Linked DNA regions of Mus musculus: all the other regions are linked to region 1. A link is a contact called in public promoter capture Hi-C data. All regions are on one chromosome and are shown on one strand. Each heading gives the region's core, a stretch centred on a gene start, on an enhancer-like site or on the middle of the called end of the contact. The rest is flanking DNA. Distances are from core to core; before and after follow the strand shown. Region 1 overlaps Gm32468 (predicted gene, 32468). Region 2 holds the start of Ccdc38 (coiled-coil domain containing 38). Region 3 holds the start of Hal (histidine ammonia lyase).

Region 1 (4,107 bases), core at 449-2,948:
GCTCACATGGCTCACTTAGCCTGCTTTCTTCTATAACTCAGGACCACCACCCCAGGGATGGCTCCACCCACCATGGGATGTGAAACTCCCAAACCCTTTAGTTAATTAATAAAATACTTAACAGCTGAATTTTTTAAATTTTATTTATGTATTATTTATATGAGTATACTGTTGCTGTCCTCGGACACACCAGAAGAGGGCATCAGACCCCATTACAGATGGTTGTGAACCACCATGTGGTTGCTAGGAATTGAACTCAGGACCTTTGAACGAGCAGCTGCAGCTGTTAACCACTAGCCCAGAGTTCCAAAGTCCTTCTGAAATCCTCCAAAACACATGGTCAAGTTTGTCACAGCAATGCCTCAGAATCTTGCAACCGATTTATCTTATTTACTTTTCTACTCCTGAGATGAAGCACCAGGACCAAAAGCAACTTGGGAAGGAAAGGGTGGGGAAGTCTTACAGCTCCGAGAGGAAAGGTATCCATCCAGGCAGTTGGGAGCCAAGGAATGCCATAAAGTCACACTACTAAAGAGGAGAAGCAGCAAAGAACAGAGCAGGAGGCAAACTTTATATAGGATTTCTTGAGGGGCAGATCTTTCCATGGTGGCCTGGGATTGGTGTGATTCTGTGGCCTTATTTTTTTCCCCTCTATAGTGTGGAGCTTGGGCAATTGCATCTCAGGGGGTTGGAAACAGGCTTTAGAGCAGTTAGAGTCGTCTTGGGGATGGGGTCTGGCCACTTGCATGCCTCTACGGGCTTACGAAGGGTTTATTTGGCTTCTACTTCTAATCATAGTCCAACACTGAAAGATATAATTGGCAGGAATTCAAAACAGGCTGGAATCTGGAGGTAGGAGCTGATGCAACGTTCATGGAAGAAGACTGCTTACTGGTTTGCTCATTATGGTTCGCTCAGCCTGCTTTCTTACTAGGACCACCAACCAGCCCAGAGATGGCACCACCCACAATGGGCTGAGCACGCCTCAATAAATCACCAATCGTTAATTAAGAAAACACCCTACAGCCAAATCTAATGGAGTCATTTTCTCAATTGAGATTTCCAGGTTTTTGTTTTGGGTTTTGGTTTTTGTTTTTGTTTTTCTTTTTGTTTTTTTTTTGTTTTGTTTTGTTGTTTTTTCCTTTTTCTTTTTCAGATGACTCTAGCTTGTGTCAACTTGACCTAAGACATAGCCAGCACAAGTTGGATGCAAGAATTAAGTTAACTGAAACAACTGGACTACATAAAGGGGTGTTTGGCACAAAGCAAGCACTAAATAAGAAAGAGAACAGGAAAATGAAAACAAACTGGGTGTGGTTGTGCACACCTGTAATCTCGGCACGAGGAAAGCTGAGATGTGATGACTCCCAGGCTAGCCTGGGCTACACATAAAACCCTATAGAAGGAGGGAAGGGGATGAAAGAGTGAAAAGGCAGAGAGTTGGGGGCAGCAGGGAGATGGGGAAGAAAAGCAGTTTCAAAATAAATAACAAGCTTAGGTTAACCCTTTCATGACTTTGAAACTTTCCCCATGATCCAGACAATCTCCAAGCTTTATATCTCAGACTTCTGGTTGTCACAAATCTACATCTCCTGTGTGTTTAAAGGACAAATAAAGACTGACACTACACTATCCAAACCCAGTCACACCTTTACCTCCTGGGGCCTCCCAGTGGCTGGAAGTACAAGGCCACAGACATTGCACTCTCCAGAATTGTTTGGCATCTGTGGAACCCCAGCCAAGTTACACACCGCTCTGTGCCTGAGCTTACTCATCAGAGAAAGGGACGGCGGCGATTAGACACAAGCCTGCTTGCCTCCAGGTCCTCCGCCCATCTCCCTGAGTTTCCTGTTGTCACTAATGAGAACTGCAGAGAAATTTAAGTGGTTGTTTGTTTGTTTGTTTGTTTTAAATAGAGAAGTGGTGTTCTCTTCCTGTTCACAAGAACCTTGGGCAGTACTTCCTTAGCCCAGCCTCCCCTGTGACACCGGACACTGCCATATTGGGCAAACCCTTTGCATTTCAGCTTTGAGAGTGTGACTCACGGTTCCTTTTGTTTCTCTGGCATGTTAACATCCTGGATGAATAGGCCACCTCACTGTCTTCTAGTTAGCTTTATAACCCTCAATTATGCATCAAATTCCTTTTCTGATACTTAAGATACCTTATTGATATCTTAGTGCTCTCTCTCTCTCTCTCTCTCTGCCTCTGTGTGTGTGTGTGTGTGTGTGTGTGTGTGTGTGTGTGTGTGTGTGTGTGTGTGTGTGTGTGATCTCAAATGTGAAATGGCTGGGATTGGTGGTCACACCTGTGACCTTGGTTCTTGGGAGGTAGAGACAGAAAGCCAGGGAGTTAAAGAGCATCCCCAACTGCATAGCAAGTTCAAGGCTAGCCTGGGCTACATGAAACAAACAAACAAACAAATACTGGGAAAATGTATAGATGGCAAGTTAGGACCCAAAGCACAGCCTCATATAGACTAGACGGAATTCTAAAGGCCCACCAATGAGAACAAACAGAAAGAAAGAAAAACCACTCCTGTCTAAAAAAGGAACTATTTAAGGGCATATTAGCAAGATTATAAATACACAGAAGGAAGCCAGTCTACTCCATGTGACACCAGAGAAGCAGCTATAACTCTCATGTTCAACCCCACCAGTAAAGGCCAAATGAGAACCTGGGCTCCCTGCCCCCAAACCAGGACATGTCCGGTACTGTGGCAGTAGTTAGTTAACCCACTCTGTGCTCCAGACGGGTTGCAAATGTACCCGTCCAAGAGCTGTCTGGATTCATGAATGAAAGACACACACACACAACCACACACACACACCACTTAATTTTAAATATATGCTGCCTTGACTAGTTCAAAGGTTGGGCAATTCTACTCTCCACCCCCACCCCCAACCCCAACCCCCTCACCCCCACCCCTCTGGCTAACTAGCACACATTTCCCTCTGGCACTCCTGGCTTAACGCCCTCTAATTCTATATTTTATCTTTGTTGCCCTGGCTCCTTCTGGGTGGCTTCCTAGTCTTTGCTGCCCAAGACGTTTCTGGGCAGCCCTTCGTGGGACCACATTCCTTCTCACCTACGTTTGGGGTAATTTTCCTTCTGCAGCTCTAAATCTGGTTTCCCTCCGAATCTTGGTGATCCTCCTTCCTCTCTTCAAAGCATTAGAACAAATTCCTACCACAGTTCCTAACCGGCCTCCACATAGGACTTAGTGAGGAATCGCCCCGACCATCCTCACTGGAGGGTAATAAGACCATCTCCCGTTGGGGGATGGTTTTGTGCACTCTGTGTTTAAGTGTTGGTCTCTGGGCCCAGAGATCGGGTTGCAATCTACATCTTGGCATTTTCATGAAGCATCTCCTGTCTCAATGTTGTATACAAATTGTTCTCTGACACCTCAGACTGGTTAATAAAACAGATCAGCCTATAGCTGGGCAGGAGAGATAAGGAGGGATTTTGGATCCCGTTGAGGGAGTCCTGGGAAGAGAGAGGAAAGAGAGAGGGGTCGCCATGAGGACACAGATAGAGCAGAAGCAGCCAGGGCAGGTAGCATGGCACGTGTCTGGGAAAGGGCCAGCATAGTTGGGTTAGAATATCTGTCTAGCTATAGAAGCTTATTCATAAATATACTAGATCTCTGTGTCATTATTCATGAACAAGGGCAATGTATAAAAGCCCCAGACGATGCTTTTACAGTCTCCTCCTCCTGGTTGCTGAGGGATCATTAGAGGCCTGGTGGATGATCACGATTCTCATTGTCCTGTGGTGTTAGCATGTGAGAGCTGTGTGACGAGTTACTCCTACTTCTCTAGGTCCTGTAGTATCAACACAGATCTGGTGAGACCCACGATCAATGGAAGGACCTGCTCCCTCCACTGTGTGACGCCTGGCACGAAGTTGGGGATGGTCTTTTCCTCAAACTCAGTAGAAATGGGGTAACTGGCACCCCTTTTCTCTGCCAGAGCAGTAACAGAGAGAGCTACTAAAACGGAAGATCTGAAGGCTATCCAGAGACTCATAACACTAGTCTAATGTCCACGTTACATTTTTAAATATAATACTCATTCCCAGATTCAGAAGTAAACAATAGTCAGC
Region 2 (4,107 bases), core at 1,010-3,509, 450 kb after region 1:
TCACTTGGGACTCCCTACTTAGGAATTCCTCTTCTGTCAGAGGTTTGTCCTGGTTGACATGGAGCTGACTTAACCAGGAGCCACAGGGCAAAGGGCTCTGCGGAGAGCTGGAGGTTGAAGCACACACCACTTCATGTGTGCTGTTGGACTTTAAATGAGTTCAGGCCTACGATGGAGATCTCTGATGGCCTCAGCCTGTGTGGGATGACTCTGGGGGTGTGGGGTTCTCTTCAGGACCACATTAACCACACAGCTGTCCACCTTCTAAGAATGTGGGCTGTCATTCAGTGGTGGGTTTTGGAGTCATGTTTGAACAAAGTGCACATCCAGTAACATAATTACTCAAGGAAGCTAGAAACCACCTTCCAAAGGTGTTAGGAGTTTTGGCCCTTTAGAAACTATTAACATGGAATAGTGAGGCTTTACTGTTTACTACTAAGTGGGAAAAAGAATAAACTACAAAATAATACACATTCATTCCTTCTCTTTAAAAGGTGTGAGTGTTGACACATTTTTATTTACTTTAGAAAACAACCCCAAAGCAAAGCGCCTGTGTGTTAACCTTAGTTCCCTGATGCAGGGCTTGAGTGATTTTGCGGGTCAGCCGTAGGTTTGTTTGTTTTACGACATGGTCTCACTTGGCTGCCCTGGAATTACGTAGAGCAAGCTGACTTTGAATAGTCTACCCCTGCCTCCAGAGTGCTGGTATTAAAGACATGGCCACTATGCTGGACTACATAATGCACACCACAGGTGCTTTTTGAGGGGGGAAAAAAGATGTAATGTTAGTTTTATTTAAAAGTATTTTTTTAAAGAGGGGCATGTCTTTGATCCCAGCATTCGGGAAGCAGAGATGAGTGGAACTCTGTGAGTGAATTCGAGGCCAGTCTGGTCTACAAGAGTCCAGGACAGCCAGGGCTACACAGAGAAACCCTGTCCTTTTTTCTTTTTCTTTTCTTTCTTTCTTTCTTTCTTTCTTTCTTTCTTTCTTTCTTTCTTTCTTTCTTTCTTTCTTTCTTTCTTTCTTTCTTCCTTCCTTCCTTCCTTCCTTCCTTCCTTCCTTTCCTTCCTTCCTTCCTTCCTTCCTTCCTTCCTTCCTTCCTTCCTTCTTTCCTTTCTTTTCTTTCTTTCTTTTTTTAAGTTCTTGATTGTTTTTTGAAACAGGATCTCACATGCAAACTCTACATACAGTCAAGGATGGCCTTAGACTACAGACCTCACCTTCTGCCTCTTGGGTGCTGGGACTGCACACCTGGATCAATATCCGGGATTTTAGAGCAAAAAAGAGTCTACAGACTCTTCTGGAAACAACAAAGCAAACCCACCAGCCAGTACTTTAGAAGCTATAATGGGATCAATGATCAATGATCATAATGAAAGATGCCCTGAAGGTGTTTTGTTGGAGAAAGAGCTTTCGCTCCGGAACCCCATCTCGCCTGTCCCCAGCTACTGGCTACTCACGTGCCCACCACCACGCTGGCGCCCTCCAGCACCGCCAGGCTGCGCAGCGCAGACCCGGTCAGGAAGCGCTCGCCGCGGGCACACACCAGCACCACTTGCTGTGCGTTCTCCAGCAGGAGGCGGTGGCTGCTCGTCATTGTCGCTCTAGCCGCTGGCGGGCTGCGGAGGACAGGAGAGCCTGCGAGCTGTGGCTCCCGGGCAGGGCGGGGCGGGGCTGGGCAGCGTGGGGCGGGAGCTGGCCAGCAGCCAGTGACCGGGACAGGAGCAGTGCCAACCAGAGCGCCTGGAATAAAGTTGGAATAAACTTTATTGTGGACGCCAGTCTTTTCAGGTCTCCTTTCCAGGTTTGGAGTAAAGGAGGTGATGGTTATATCACCCCCTCCCCAACCCCTAACTTCTGGATTAAAAACAAAACAAAACTGAAATTTAGCCACCACCGGAAGTGATCAAGTTGGGCGAGGTAGATGCGGTGCAGTGGCCAAGTGAAGTGTTGTTGGGAAGGGCTCACACAGAGACGTCAGTGGTGTGTGTGTGTGTGTGTGTTACAGTGACAGAAACAGAGGCAGACACAGTGGGGTGTGTGTATGCGTGTGGTGTGAGTGTGCATGGTGTGTGTGTGTGTGTGTATGTATGTATGTGTGTGTGTTAGACACAGTGACAGAAACAGAGACAAAAACACACTGTGCCCTGGGAGCTGGAACTTGAACCTAGCAAACTTGCGCTGACAGGCGACAGGGGCACGGGGCAGAGGCTCACGGTGTCCGCGTGACCCTCCTAGCCTGGCTGCGGGTGCCACGCGTGTTCGGTTGGCCAGATCGGCGCTTGGGCCTGGTAGTAAGCGGTTCCCAGGATGAAGGGAGCCTGGAGCAGGGAAGGATGAAGCTGAGACACAGAGTATCAGTTTGGTGCCTCTGTCTGCTTTGTCCCGACCGCCTTCTTGAAGGATAGGTCTCAACAGTGATCCAGACTTGTTGAGGTAAAACCAGATTTGACCCGGGTGTCTGACACTCCCCCCCTCCTCCCGAGTGTGGTGGCTTTCACACACACCACTGCACTCAAGGTTGTAGACAGACAGTATCCAGATTGTTTAAAGAACTGGCAGGCAGGATTTGTAAAGAATACATACACACACACACACACACACACACACACACACACACACACACACATACACATATACACACACACATAAATTTTTTGAGATTACAATGACATCATTTCCTGATTTCCTCTTAAACCACCCTTGTTCTCTTTCAAATTCAAGACCTTTTCTATGGTGTGTGTGTGTCCCTAAATACATAAATACAGCCCACTTGGTCTGTATAATGCTATTTGTACATATGTGGTTTTAGGGCTTCCCCCCCCCTTGGTCTTTTTTCTCTTGTTGAGATAAGTCTCACTGTGTAGCCCTGGCTGTTCTGGAGCCCTTTATGTAGATCAGGATAGCCTTTTAATTCAGATCTCTCTCTCTCTCTCTCTCTCTCTCTCTCTCTCTCTCTCTCTCTCCCTGGTTCCCCACCCCCACTCACACACACACACACACACACACACACACACACTGCACATCAGTGCTGAGACTAAAGACTATATCACCCTTAAGTTATTTAGTTTCTATGGTATGTTTCCTAAAAAGATAAGAGATTTTCTTCCCTTGCCCAGGCCAACAAATACTACAAGAGATGGGGGTGGCAGGGTCAAGGACTGAAAACAATACCATAAAAGCAGGCTTACTCTGCAAATCACAAAGATAATTTTGGGTCACCTTATAGCCATTAATAAAACAGACAGTAAAAATAGCTTCCGACAGACTAGAAGCAAATGTCCTTTAGGTCCACACCATGTTCTATAAGAAAATAGAGATGGGGTAGAAAAAAACAAAACAAAAACAAAAGAAGGAAGTTATAAAATAATGTGAGTGAAAACCTCAACAGCTGCTCACAAAGCAGAAACACAACCACAAATGTCTGTGTACTGCCAAGAGAGAGAGAGAGAGAGAGAGAGAGAGAGAGAGAGAGAGAGATTAACCAGGGGTGGTAATAGAGCTATGTGAGTTTCAGTCTAGCCTGGTCTACACAGTGACTCACTGTCAAAGAAAAAAATTAAAAGAAGAAAGGGGGTGGGGTGTAGAAATGGCAGAGGGTAGAAACAGAGTCACTTATGGTTAGAGAATTTTTATACTCTAAAATTTTAGCTAACCTGTTAACTTTTGGCAGGCAAAGGTAATTGCAGGGATAAAAGATGGGTTCACACTGGGGTTCAACAAATGCCTACTTCTGTTAGTTCTCCCCTGACCTGTTCTCAGGAAATCAATTGAAAATTTCCCCGAGGCACGGTTGTCTTCGCCTTATATAGCCACGCTTGCTTGTAGTTTGTGGATTTGTTTGACCTTCAGATAAAACGTGGGTCACTCGGGCTAATACTCGCATGTAAAGGAACAGTGGACATAGCTATTTTAATGCTATTTTCCTTGATTGACAGTTAGCTTAGGGATCTGACTGGCTAAAGTACCAGTTTCTCCCCTGGCTTCATAGAATGTACCACACACTGTGCTTTTATGGTTTATATATTCCCAGGAAGCCTAAAAAGGAATTATCCTTCTTTTTCATGGGTAGTTATGTCAGTGGGTGGCCTGAACGCATCAGATTG
Region 3 (4,107 bases), core at 1,096-3,595, 390 kb after region 1:
GCAGTCAGAGCAGAAGGATGTTATTTAAGGGTCACAGAGGGTCTGCAACACGGAGACATCGGTGCTTCTGTCTCGTGTGTTTCTCTTACTCTTAATGTGCACTCTGAACCCAGCTCACCCTGGGTTACACATAGAACGACAATCACAGTTCCAAGTTCTCCACTGAGCCCACTCCTGGTCAAATAAACTCTAGCTAAGGGGAGTGTTGTTTTAGAGTATAAGCTTTGGGTGTGTGTCATCACTGGGTACCCCCTAAAAATGTAAAGATTAAGAACACCCCGAAGATGGTTCCTGTCCAATCCTTGAATCCAGTTGTGTTCTTTGGTGGACTTATCCATGCTACAGCATAATCCCGTTTCCCAGCACATGGCTCTCACTTGCATTTCTTCCCTGGAAAGGTTAGAGGGCGCCAGAGACACACCCTGCTACTGGTTTTCCTAGGACCAAGGATGCATTCTCACTGGCTCAAGTTCAGCTAATTCACATGCACTGAGTTGTCTCTGTGTCAGATCAAGTGCACAGGATCACCCGAGGAACTAAAAGAACAGAAGTGTATAAATGGTGAAAAAGATGGGCATGCTAACATAGCCTGGCAAAGAATTCCACCGAACCCAGATTAAGGGTGACTTACACATAAGGTGAACAGAGACAACAGCTCTGGAGTTATCTGACACGCAAAGGAGACCAGAGAGTGTGAAGAGAAAAAAAATGAGAAGTCAGCCACATGATATTTGAGGTTTGTGTAGAATCTTCACATGGCTAGGAGGAACTGATTGCCCGGTACTGATATCATGGAATCACTCAAAAGCTGGGTCTACCTGGGATGTCAGCAAGAGCACCCGATAGTTTGGGTGACCTTTCAACCTGAGGGGTAGTGGGACATCTCAGCCTTGGCGCATCTGTTCATCTCCAGACATCAACATCTGAACAGGTATTCAGACAGGACTTGGTGGTGAATGAATGAATAAATGAAGGTGGTTCACATCTGAGGGCCACAGTTTTCCCAGAGTTGTAAAAGATGAAGCCCGTATCTGGGAATGAGCTGCAAGTTGAGGAGAGAGGGAAGACTTGGAGCGTTCCCTCTGGGGGGGGCATGAGTCAAAGGGTGGTGCCATCACCCCCACGGTCATAGGACTTGTTACATCAGTCTGCTGGGGTAAGCAGGTGACAGTCCAGAGTAAGGACTCAGGGTATGGGTTTCATCCCAAATTACACACATAATAGATTCTGGCTTCCCAAGGACCTTGAAGCTGTTTAAGCATAGCCACATAAGCAACTAGGATAGCTTCCTAAGCGGTGGGGTTCAGGAGGAGAAGAAAGGGTTAACCGGAGGTCAGGTCCGTGGGCAGAGATGAGCTAAGTAAGGTGGAAGGCCATGTCCTGGAGGTGGAATACTGAACTGAAGCTAACTTCTGTCTTGATAGCAAATCGAGATGTTGCCAAATTGCAGGGCACAGTCGGGGTGTGGTTGTCTGATGAATACATTTCGATAGACTGATGGTAAGACACTGGATGTGGATCTGGGTGTCTATCTACAGAGCAACTGTTCTAATGAAGTAGAAGGCAGGTCAGGGTTTCTGATTATTCAATCAAATTTCTCAGAACTGACATACTACTAAAGCGCACACAATTCTTTGAATCTCTTGGGCTATCAGTGTTCCTTAACACAGGTGGGGCAAAATTAGGTGGGGGGGGGTGCAGGGGAAGCGGTTTGGGGCAGGGAAGAAGCTTAGCTGAACTAGGGATATCCAGGGGGCAAAGATAAGGAATATTCACACACACACACACACACTCTTGAGGGCATGTGGAGTGTTAAAGTCCAAGTCCTGGTGAGAGTAATTGGGAGTCTCCCCATCCAGCAGGCACGGACCTCAGGGTTGACACACACTAATTGACTTTGTCCTTCCAGCTGCCCGTGGGGATATTCGTTTCATAGACGAGTAAAGCTGAATCCCAGGGGACTCAAATGACTGCGAGTCACACAGCCAGGATTTATCCCAGGTAGATGCCGCGAATCACGGCATTAGAGAATTTGCCTTTGGCTTAGGAAACGGGAAGATCACTCACTCACCCCAGGGTAGTGAGCTGAGGGCCTCCAAGCTACGGTGATTCATGTGTCTAAACACAACCTTTTCAGAACTGCTTTCTTTGATGGAGCAATGGCTTTGGTAGCACTGGGCACTGGCAGGGAGGCGTTGCTCAACGCGTGTTTGTGGAATAAATAAATGAATGGGGATTGCTACACTCTGGGTGTCACAATTGACCGAGAGGATGCGTTTTACCAATTGAGTAATTCCCTAAAGAGGGGAACATGGTGTTTATAAGCAGCTTTCAAGGCAGACTCAGAAAGGGAGAGAGAGAACGGGGAACCCTGGTCAGAAGGACTTCCAGGGTCAGAGAACTACAAGGTTACATTAAAAGTGGGCTCAGCTACCCATATCCCTGTCTCCTGCACCTAGTTCAGCATCCAGAAAGGCCAAAGGAACACCAGAGACCGCAATCAATATTTGTTTAAAGTGTGAATGGCTAAAGGCAAGGGAAGGGGTGTGTTCTGAAAGTCCACTCTCAGTCTCACTGCCAACCACACCCCAGCAGACACTCCCCTCCCTGGTAAAGGATAAAGGCTCTCCCCAGTCGAGGACTGTAGGAAAGGAGCCAGCCCTTGGTTACAGTGGCCTGCTGCTCAGAAGGGCTATAGCATCTGAGCCATGCCTAGGTACACAGTGCACGTGCGTGGGGAATGGCTGGCGGTGCCCTGTCAGGATGGGAAGCTCACTGTTGGCTGGCTGGGCCGTGAGGCTGTGCGACGCTACATGAAGAACAAACCGGACAATGGTGGCTTCACTTCGGTGGATGAAGTGCAATTCCTTGTGCATCGGTGCAAGGGCCTGGGCCTGCTGGACAATGAGGACGAGCTGGAGGTGGCCTTAGAGGACAATGAGTTCGTAGAAGTGGGTGAGTGGCCCTCAGGGGAACAGAGCCTTGGCATGTCCTGGAGGAAGTCACCCCCGTGTCAGGGAACACGGCAAGAAAAAAAGACTTGAGTACTTGCCCTGGGGGAGCCTCAAGCCTTGCTTTATCATCCACCTCCCCCTGCCCCCAGCCTGCAATAGATGGAGAGAGGCAGGCCACAGTGACAGTCTGGACTTGAACCCAAGGCTGCAGGTTAGAGTCCCTTGCAATGACAGAATCCTTCTGTAAGGGACTGCCAGAGTAGAAACAGAAGCAGGCTAGAACCAATCTTCCACGTACATCCCCCTGCTACCTTTCTGCTTTTTGCTTTCCTGTGTAAAGACGCTAAGACCGTGTGAAAATGTAGGATGTCACGGTCCAGCAGCCGTTGCTATGAAACACAAGCTCAGTGCATGGAGGGGTCATTCCTGGGTCTGACACCTGCCCTGATGTGACACCCTGTGACCTGCTAGGCCCCTCTCTCCCCTTCTTGTTTCAGTGATTGAAGGTGATGTGATGTCTCCTGATTTCATTCCGTCGCAGCCAGAAGGAGTTTTCCTGTATCCTTTGTGCATCCCCTTTGGTCAGCCCTGCGGTGGCTGGTCCTGACACGGTGGGGCTGGGGCTGTTCCACATTGCTAGTCTGCTCCTTTACCTGGCTTTAGATACAGCAAATACCGGGAGCCTGAAAAAGTAAGCTATTTTCCTTTTTGTGGGGAATATAAAACTCTGTCATGTCTGAAATATGCCTCCTTTCACCTACCACTTTAAGAAGGGGAAGGAGGAGGGGGAGAAGAGGACAAGGAAGAAGAGGAGAAGGAAGAGGAGGAGGGGGGAGGAGGGAGGGGGAGGAAGAGGAGGGGAGGAGGGAGAGGAGGGGGAAGAGGGGGAGGGGGAGAAGGAAGGGAAGGAGGAGAAGGAAGAGGAGGAGGAGGAAGAGGGAAGAGGAAGAGAAGGAAGAGGAGGAGGAAGAGGAGGAGGGGAAGTAGGAGGAAGAGGAAGGGGAGTAGGAGGAAGAGGAGGAGGAGGAAGAGGAGGAGGAAGAAGAGGAGGAGGGGAGGAAGAGAAGGAGGAGGGGGAGGAGGAGGAGGAGGAGGAAGAGGAGGGGGAAGAAGAGGAAGAGGAGGGGGAGGGTATATCTGGGTGAGCACTATA

Evidence for each region. Promoter capture Hi-C pulls out the DNA fragments that hold promoters and counts their contacts.
Region 2: a contact with region 1 is called in a promoter capture Hi-C map of hematopoietic stem and progenitor cells, with 2.9 times the contacts expected there. The contact joins the promoter of Ccdc38 here to the enhancer-like site in region 1. A contact is called at or near these places in 9 of 39 promoter capture datasets (the HPC-7 cell line, cranial neural crest, embryonic stem cells and 6 more), 8 of 115 datasets of contacts at active chromatin or transcription factors (astrocytes, embryonic basal ganglia, embryonic forebrain and 4 more) and 4 of 9 other capture datasets (adipose tissue, liver, macrophages and 1 more).
Region 3: a contact with region 1 is called in a promoter capture Hi-C map of liver. The contact joins the promoter of Hal here to the enhancer-like site in region 1. A contact is called at or near these places in 8 of 39 promoter capture datasets (the 3T3-L1 cell line, the C10 cell line, cranial neural crest and 5 more), 1 of 484 Hi-C or Micro-C datasets (bone marrow-derived macrophages), 2 of 115 datasets of contacts at active chromatin or transcription factors (memory CD8 T cells and pancreatic cancer cells) and 3 of 9 other capture datasets (adipose tissue, liver and macrophages).

What each region holds. Positions count from the first base shown.
Region 1 is chr10:93,093,398-93,097,504 of GRCm38.p6, forward strand. Gm32468 (predicted gene, 32468) reads left to right here. Exons shown (of 3, transcript NR_168584.1): 3 at 1-129. Among named protein-coding and RNA genes, the nearest start is that of Gm32468, 11 kb to the left of the region's middle. Within about 2 kb of position 1,699, at least 96 of the 459 cell types and tissues checked have an H3K27ac peak or open chromatin away from gene starts, as enhancers often do. A contact at or near this core is called in the HPC-7 cell line, adipose tissue, bone marrow-derived macrophages and 6 more, where this site is marked.
Region 2 is chr10:93,538,373-93,542,479 of GRCm38.p6, forward strand. It overlaps Ccdc38 (coiled-coil domain containing 38), which reads left to right and starts at 2,260. Exons shown (of 16, transcript NM_175488.6): 1 at 2,260-2,437. It overlaps Amdhd1 (amidohydrolase domain containing 1), which reads right to left and starts at 1,661. Exons shown (of 9, transcript NM_027908.1): 1 at 1,462-1,661. The coding sequence starts at 1,598.
Region 3 is chr10:93,486,423-93,490,529 of GRCm38.p6, forward strand. Hal (histidine ammonia lyase) reads left to right here and starts at 2,346. Exons shown (of 20, transcript NM_010401.4): 1 at 2,346-2,955; 2 at 3,452-3,512; 3 at 3,618-3,645. The coding sequence starts at 2,709.